Linked DNA regions of Mus musculus: region 1 is linked to region 2. A link is a contact called in public Hi-C data. All regions are on one chromosome and are shown on one strand. The core of a region is the stretch at or near the end of the contact, and the rest is flanking DNA. Distances in the headings are between cores, read along the strand shown.

Region 1 (4,097 bases), core at 380-2,879, 130 kb after region 2:
CATCTCTCTTGTTTACTACAGACTCCCATATGCCTTTGAGTGGCTTATGTGAAGTGCTAATCCTCAATGTGTGTAGGAGTAATGGCAGTGATTCCTAGTCTGACTTATTAAACATACAAACAAAAAGAATTGAGCACAATAATTACTATATTGCTTATTATACACATTTTGAAAAGTGCTGTAATGTCTGTGCACGTCTCTTAAGAGGAATCAAACATGGTCTTTGCTGTGGCTTCTCTACAAGTACTAGGGATGGAACCCAAAGAAACACACACTAGAAACATATCATTAAGGTATAATATATATAATACTTTTTACACATATATATTCACCTATAGTATGTAATAATATTGATTGTATATAACACATCATATGTATTATGCATATTGTGTATGTGTAATATATATTACATGTTATATATGCAATATATGTGATATATGCAATATTGCATGTTACATATCCTACATATTACATATCCATAATATATTATGCATATTTTATCCTCGATTATATGTGTATATATGTGTGTATATATGTGTATATATGTATATATTCACACTTTTAAGGTTGAGCAAGCTGTTACGCTCCAGAGATGCTTAACATAGGTTTTGCTTTTGTAATTTAAGTGTGACTGGAGAGAGTGCTATCCCTCCATGTCTGACCTCCCCTCTCCCTTCTCAGACACAAAATAAAGGAAACAAATCTGTGCAAAGATGAGATTTAGCATCTACACACTAAGTGTTTAACTATATATAGATCATACTACACAGAATACCAGTTAAGAAAACCAGAACAGCACCCCCATTCTACCCGCTTAAGGGAAGTAGCCAAAAGAGGGTAGTGGAAGGACAGGGAGGAGAGAAAGTGACACAATTCTACTTCAAATTAAAATAAAGTTTAAAAGAGAGGACTGTGTAGAGGGAGGAGTGTAGCTCAGTTGGTGGAGTGCAGGCCCAACATGAACAAAACCTTTGGTTCAAACCCCAGCATGGAGCAAATCGGGTGTGGTAGCACATACCAGAATGATAGGTCTTGGGAAATGGAAGCAGGAGGGAGCACCAGAAATTCAGGCTTATCTTTGGCTAAATACTAATTGTGAGGTCAGCCTGGACTATGTGAAACCTTATCTCAAAAATCAATCATCAATCAATCAATCAATCAAACTTGGATTCCTGTTATATAACAATGAGGAAATTTTAGAATGCAGGAAACACACATAGATACTCTAGTGTACTCGGTGTCCCCAAGGATTTGTGAAATACTTCAGAATGGAGTGCAGGACATAGGCTTCCCCGAAGGTAGACACAAGAGCCTTCCCTACCTGACAGGTTTGTTTTCCTGCCTCACCCAGCCTGTGAGCATTCCATCTGCCCAAATCCCCCAGTGTTTTGGGAAATACCACACACAGTATGGTGATGCATCAGACCTGGAATCAATCAAAGGCACTGCTTCCTGAAATGGCCTTCGAGCAAGTCCATGGGAAAGGCTGACAGCTATGCTAACCAATCATGTACCTTGACAGCTTTACTCCCTCTGGAATTCTAAAGCACCACGAGTGCCCTGCAGGTCAAGGGAATGGTGATCTGTCTTTGTACAAATCTCATGTCAGGAATTCCCCTCTCTGGCTTCCTGGAAGGGAAGCACTGCTTGTCTGCTGCTGAGAACTGGGGCTGGGCCTTCATTGTTAAGGGGACTAGAGGTCTGACAGGGTGAAGTGCCTAATCTCATCCCTGCCTCTTCTGGCACAGACGTTCCAGCCAGCCATTGTGTCTCCTCTCTCTAAGAGGTTTGCAGAAGGATGGGAGGCGATGAACAGCCTGGGAAAAATGTGATGGGTAAAACAAAAACTAATATCTGACCATTTGTCCCATATTTGGCCGTAAAACCCTTAATCTCTTTACATCTGTAAAAAGCAGGAGATCCAGTGAAAACTTTTAAGGAATACAACCATCCAGAGTGGCTCCCCTAATGGAGAGCCTTCAGCTTGTTAACTTAAACCAATCCCTGGTATGCCAGTTTGGAAAGTTCATTGCCAGTCCTTAAAGAAATCCTTATGAACCTCAGACTCTAAGATTTTCCTTGGGAAGCCTATAGTGTAATTCTCCATATCGCAGGTGGGTGGAGAACTCTAACCACAGAAGTGAAGTCGCAGATTTTCAGTCGTGTAAGCAAGGACATCTTTGTACACTGCTTTTAGAGAAGCATGAAGGGAAAGACGGCACAGCGCTGCTCCTCCCCTGTGTGAGCCTTTCCAAACCATCATCTCTCATTTAATTTTACTAGGCTGCATCGCAGATTCAACACTGTCTCCTTAAGAAACCCAGCACTATCAAAGGACAGGGAACTTTGAGAGATACTTTCACTTCAGCTTTTATTCTTCCCCTTACTCCTGAGCAGAGACATTCAAAACTCTAAGCCTGCAAAAATATTCATTCAGGGTGGAGGGATCATATATACATTTATGAAAAGACTAGAGCAAATACAGTCATCACCAGCAAAGAAGACCTTTTAATTTCTTGTGTCAATTTTAATATTTAAAAATTTTCTGCTTGGAGTTTTCATATGAAATAGTTTTAAAAATAAAAAAAAATGATGCCACAGGTTCAAAAGCTCTGCTATTTTAGAGTGAGTCTGAAGAACACGTATATGTTCCTTCCTATGTCACGATGAAAAGAAGTTTAGTGCTCTTCAGAAAGTCTTTAATAAGAGTATAATGCTAAGAAGTAATCTTTGAGAGTATTAGTTGATGCCCTGTTTTTAAATCCAGTCTGTTGGGCACAAACTACAAGGTCAATTGTGAGCAGATTAAAGTTAAGCAAATGATCAATGCAGGATTACATTTCACTCTTCAATTCCCATTTGAAATGTATGAGAAACCTCTGCTGCCAACGTGGCTGAAGCTGTAGCCACACTAATAACCAACATGTGTTATCATGAAGGTTGTAGATACGCCCTAAACTGAAAGCACACAGACCTAATTAGTGAGCTAAATTTATGCACATAGCTGAAACACTCTCAGCGTTTCAGTTCACAAAATATTTCTTCCAGCGCTGCTCATCCAGTCTCATCCAGATTCACCCTTCTCCCAGCCTTCTCCTCCAGATATGAACACCAGCCCAAGGAGCCAGAGTTGACTCAACCCTGATGAACGAATGAAAACTGTTCAGTTTAGCATCCTCTGTGGTTTCCCTGAGGATGAACATCATTTCTGTAGAACAGCGACTAAAGCAAGGCAAGCGGTGCCTTCTTCTTGCCATGGCAAGCAAGGGTTTGAGCAAGGGCAACTAAAGTAAAAGTGGGAAGGGAAAAATCCAAGATTTCTGACAACAGTAACACTGTAGCAAAAGCCTGCATTTATATCCTGTAAATAGCTTCCTGCTTTCAACTTACTTACTAAATAGGGGTGTGTGTCTGTGTATGTGTGTACCTATGTGTATATGTATGTGAGTGTGTGCATGTGTCTGTGTATGTGCATGTCGATATGTGTGTGTGTACTTCTGTATGTGTGTACATGTGCTTGGCAATGTACGTGTGTTTGTGTATGTGTGTGTGCATGAGTCTATGTGTATATGTATGTGAGTGTGTGCATGTGTCTGTGTATGTACGTGTATGTAAATGTGTGTGTGTACTCTGTGTGTGTGGGGGGGTATGTGTGTGTCTATGTGTGTCTGTGTGTACATGTGTATGTCCATGTGTCTATGTGTGTGTACTTGTGCATGTGTATGTCCATGTGTCTATGTGTGTGCACCTGTGCTTATATGTGTATACATGTATATGTGTGTCAATGTATGTGTGTACTTGTATGTGTGTGCATGTGCTTGTCTATGCGTGTGTGTACATGTGCTTGTCTATGCGTGTATGGATATGTGCATGTGTCTATATGTCTGACTGTGTGTGTGCATGTGTCTGTGTGTGTGCATGTGTTTATGGATGTGTGTGTGTGTGTGTGTGTGTGTGTGTGTGTAAGGGGTAGTGAAGATCCTGTTCCCCAACTGGTTCTTGATCGAGCAATAAAGATGTTAGTGGCCAATGGCTGGGTGGAAGAGGTAGGACTTCCAGGTTCCTGCAGGCAGGACAGGAGACACAGGAGGAGGAAA
Region 2 (3,624 bases), core at 394-2,893:
CTTGAAAAACCAAAGGGAAGGAAGAAAGCAGAGCTCTTTGACTGTCTTCTCACACTTCAATTCCACAGTACACCTCACCTGCCCTGGACTATTGATTATGCTTGATCTAAGGCAAAGATCACCTATCTGCATGCACCTGCAGCCAGGTTTCCACATCTTTACAGCAAGAAGATGGCCACAGAAGCTAGGAGAGAGCACAGAGTGGCTGAGAGCCATTGAACCCTACAGCCCACATTGAGCCCAACATATGGATGCTTTCCTTTTGTCATAAAACACCAACTGGAAGTTGAATGAATCTTCATTTTTTAAGCACACTGCTTCCAAACCAAAAGCACAATTGATGTGAAACACCATGCCCAGAACTGAGAGAACTTGTCTATTAAGAAAATGGTCTTTCAAAGTTTCATAACACAGAGCTAAATCTGAAATGAAGTGAGAATTTTTTGACTTGGTTATCCAGGAGTGTATTAGTTTATCTCTAGCTATAAAGGACTATTCTGCTGCCTAGCCAACAACTTCAGTTTGAATCTACATGGGTGTTGAAAATAAATTATTTTCCTCTTTCTCTCTCTCTCCCTTTCTTTCTTTCTTTCTTTCTTTCTTTCTTTCTTTCTTTCTTTCTTTCTTTCTTTCTTTCTTTCTTTCTTTCTTTCTTTCTTCCTTCCTTCCTTCCTTCCTTCCTTCCTTCCTTCCTTCCTTCCTCCCTTTCTTTCTTTCTTTCTTTCTTTCTTTCTTTCTTTCTTTCTTTCTTTCTTTCTTTCTTTCTTTCTTTCTTCTCTCTCTTTCATTCTCTCTCTGTCTCTCTCTTTCTCTCTCTGTTTTCTCCCCTCCCTCCCTCCCTCCCTCCCTCCCTCCCTCCCTCCCTCCCTCCCTTCCTTCCTTCCTTCCTCAAACTTCAAATCCTCGTCAAATTTCCACTCACCTATCTACAGACACTGGAATTCAGGGGTCATTGAGGTTGGGAATGTAGCTCAGGACAGGACACTCGTGTAGCTAATGCTAAGGCTCTGGGTTCAATTTCCTAGCAACATACACACACACACACACACACACACACACACACACACACACACACACACAGAGTAGAGCAAGAGCCATTAAATGGCTATTTAAAAAGTATATTTTCTGATTCTCCTTCCCACAAGCAGTGAGCTCTGGAACTGTGCACGCTGTACTTCCCATGTGTCTTTGAAGCCTCCCTCCGCTTCCTCTCTGCCCTTACTGCTGTGATCCTGGCTCAAGCCATCACCAGTTCTGTCCTAGGTAGCCTTAACTGACAGCTTGACACAGCGTATAGTCACCTAGAAACAACTCCCAAATAAGAGACAGACTGGCTCAGATTGACCTATGGGCATTCTGGGGAAGGCTGCTTTCTTTATTAGTAGGAGCACTCAGCCCATTGTGGGCTGTACCACCCAGACAGGTGGTGATCGGCTGTTTAAGAAAATTCCAGGAAGTTCAAGCCTGGAGTGAGCCAGCTAGCATGAGTTACTTTTGGGTCAGTGTTTTATCACAGCAACAGAAAGGATGCAGAGCAGCTCCTGCTTGTCGCTGCTGCAGTGGCCACTTATCCCATTCCCTGCCTTCACTCTCACGGGGTCACACTATTTCTACTGAATTTTAGTAAAATTCAATAGCAAGGTCACTTCCTCAATTGTCACAGTGCTTGGTCAGCTCCATGCAGTCCTTCCTGCCCACTGTTCCAGACAAGGAAGTCAGCATGTTCTTCATTGCAAGATGCTCTGGTGACAATCAACCTCTCTCTACACTCTTGGCATCCGGCCCCTTCACAGGAGAATCTGGTCACCACTGACTCGAAGCCCTTAGAGCCTGCCTCTTTTGGAACCAGGAAGGACCTTTATGTCTCAGTTTTCTCCGTGCCATTGGTCACTTGGTCTCTGCTCACGTTTCATATTTCAGTCCTCAAAAGTATCAGTGTCCATCTTCCTTGGGGCTTCTGTACACCTTATTTTCACAAATGAAAAGGACATACTTGATATCAAGGATCACACACAGATCTTCTGTGAAAACCTTGAAGGTCTGCCCCTCCCTTCAAAAGTTTTTGGACAGCAGGCCTTTGCCTCATCACCAAGTCATGATCCACAAGGGCAGAGATAGGTCCTTATGTTCCACACTGGGCCCTGACAAGCCTCTTTCCCTCAAAACTAAGTGATATCAATGTTAATCGGGACCTATTCCAACTAGCAGAGCCCGATCTTACGTATTTAAATATGCAATTTCCTTATTATGAATAGTCCAGAATCATGTGAATTCAATTTTAGGGAAAAATGTTTTTAAAGTGGTAGGTCTGATTTCTTAAAATAGCAGCACATGACCTTTCCAGTTTCCTAAGTGAATTACCGCAGAAACCTCTGACATTTACAAAGTAAATAGACTAAGTCGGGTCTCATCAATAATGAGACCTGCTGTTGTAAGCATGGCTGTAGGAGACAAACGCAAGTGATGCATGGCGAAGCAAATCCCTGTCCAGTTACTGTCAAAATAACAAGGGCCGAATGAAGTTATGGGGAATGATGGCCCCGATCCAGACATGCCCTTCGGAGTCAGAACAACGACAGAGGAGAACGAACAGTGTGGAGAGGTTGGGCATTGCCCCCTCTGGGTTATGAGTCCACAGTGAGGGAAGAACAAGCTTGGGCACACGGGAGTATTTTAAAGAAAAAAGGGTTATATAACAATATATTTGTTTCATTTAATTTTGGTGTTAGTTAACGTAAACATTTTTCTGGTTATCAAAAATCAAAGTAAAGGAACAATGCGGCGCACCATGCTTTTGATAATTTAGTATCTTATTCATTGAGCTTTCCTGGGTCTGGGTGATAGTTTGTGTAGTGACAGAGTTCTCTGTGTAACTTCTTAGTAGGCATAGGGGAGAAGATTTTTTTTTTTTTCAGAAGGACATGACCACCAGCTCCAGATAAGCAAAAATTTGGTATTTTCATGCCTAACAGTTCTAAATGAATAGTCACTCAAATTTTATGTTCTTCTCTAGGGGGGTAAATTATGATTTTTATTCTTGGTAAAAATAGATCCCATACAAAGATTTCTAATATAATGTCTGGAGAGAAAAACAAAACAAAATGACAACAAAATAGTAAACAAAACAAAACACGGGATCAAAATGATCATTTTCCCTTAATTTTAATAACTTTCATATGAATCTGAATTTATCTGTCCACAGCATTGTTTTAGTGCTACTAGTGACTCAACACACACACACACACACACGCTCTCTCTCTCTCTCTTTCTCTCTCTCTCTCTCTCTCTCTCTCTCTCTCTCAAGGCAGCTCATGTCTAGCTGCAATGATCACAAAGCCAATTTCTCTCCCATGGCTAGGCTAGGATGCTCTTTAGCTAAGAAGCAGCAAGGACAACTTTTACAGAAGGGTAAATAGAACTATTGCTGAGAGAATGAAAGGTCAGATGTAACATACCCCAGTACAGAAAACATTCAAGTAAACAGTCATTGAGTTAGTACAAAGTACTGTGTTCTGGGTTAGCAGACACACCCATGGCATGTTTACCAACCTTTAAAGCTCTGAATACCTAGGAAGAAGGATATGCAGGAGCATCAGGAAGGGGACTGTGGGTAGAAATAACCCA

Evidence for each region. A called contact is a pair of places that touch in the nucleus more often than the background predicts.
Region 1: a Hi-C map of bone marrow-derived macrophages shows a contact between it and region 2, with 29 read pairs. The contact joins two enhancer-like sites. A contact is called at or near these places in 1 of 15 datasets of contacts at CTCF or cohesin (large pre-B cells), 14 of 484 Hi-C or Micro-C datasets (the AML12 cell line, B cells, bone marrow-derived macrophages and 8 more) and 2 of 115 datasets of contacts at active chromatin or transcription factors (memory CD8 T cells and neural progenitor cells).

The regions. Positions count from the first base shown.
Region 1 is chr10:54,057,727-54,061,823 of GRCm38.p6, forward strand. All of the region lies in intron 2 of Man1a (mannosidase 1, alpha), which reads right to left. Among named protein-coding and RNA genes, the nearest start is that of Man1a, 16 kb to the right of the region's middle. Within about 2 kb of position 1,630, at least 61 of the 459 cell types and tissues checked have an H3K27ac peak or open chromatin away from gene starts, as enhancers often do. A contact at or near this core is called in bone marrow-derived macrophages and liver, where this site is marked.
Region 2 is chr10:53,926,403-53,930,026 of GRCm38.p6, forward strand. All of the region lies in intron 8 of Man1a (mannosidase 1, alpha), which reads right to left. Among named protein-coding and RNA genes, the nearest start is that of Man1a, 150 kb to the right of the region's middle. Within about 2 kb of position 1,644, at least 46 of the 459 cell types and tissues checked have an H3K27ac peak or open chromatin away from gene starts, as enhancers often do. A contact at or near this core is called in bone marrow-derived macrophages and liver, where this site is marked.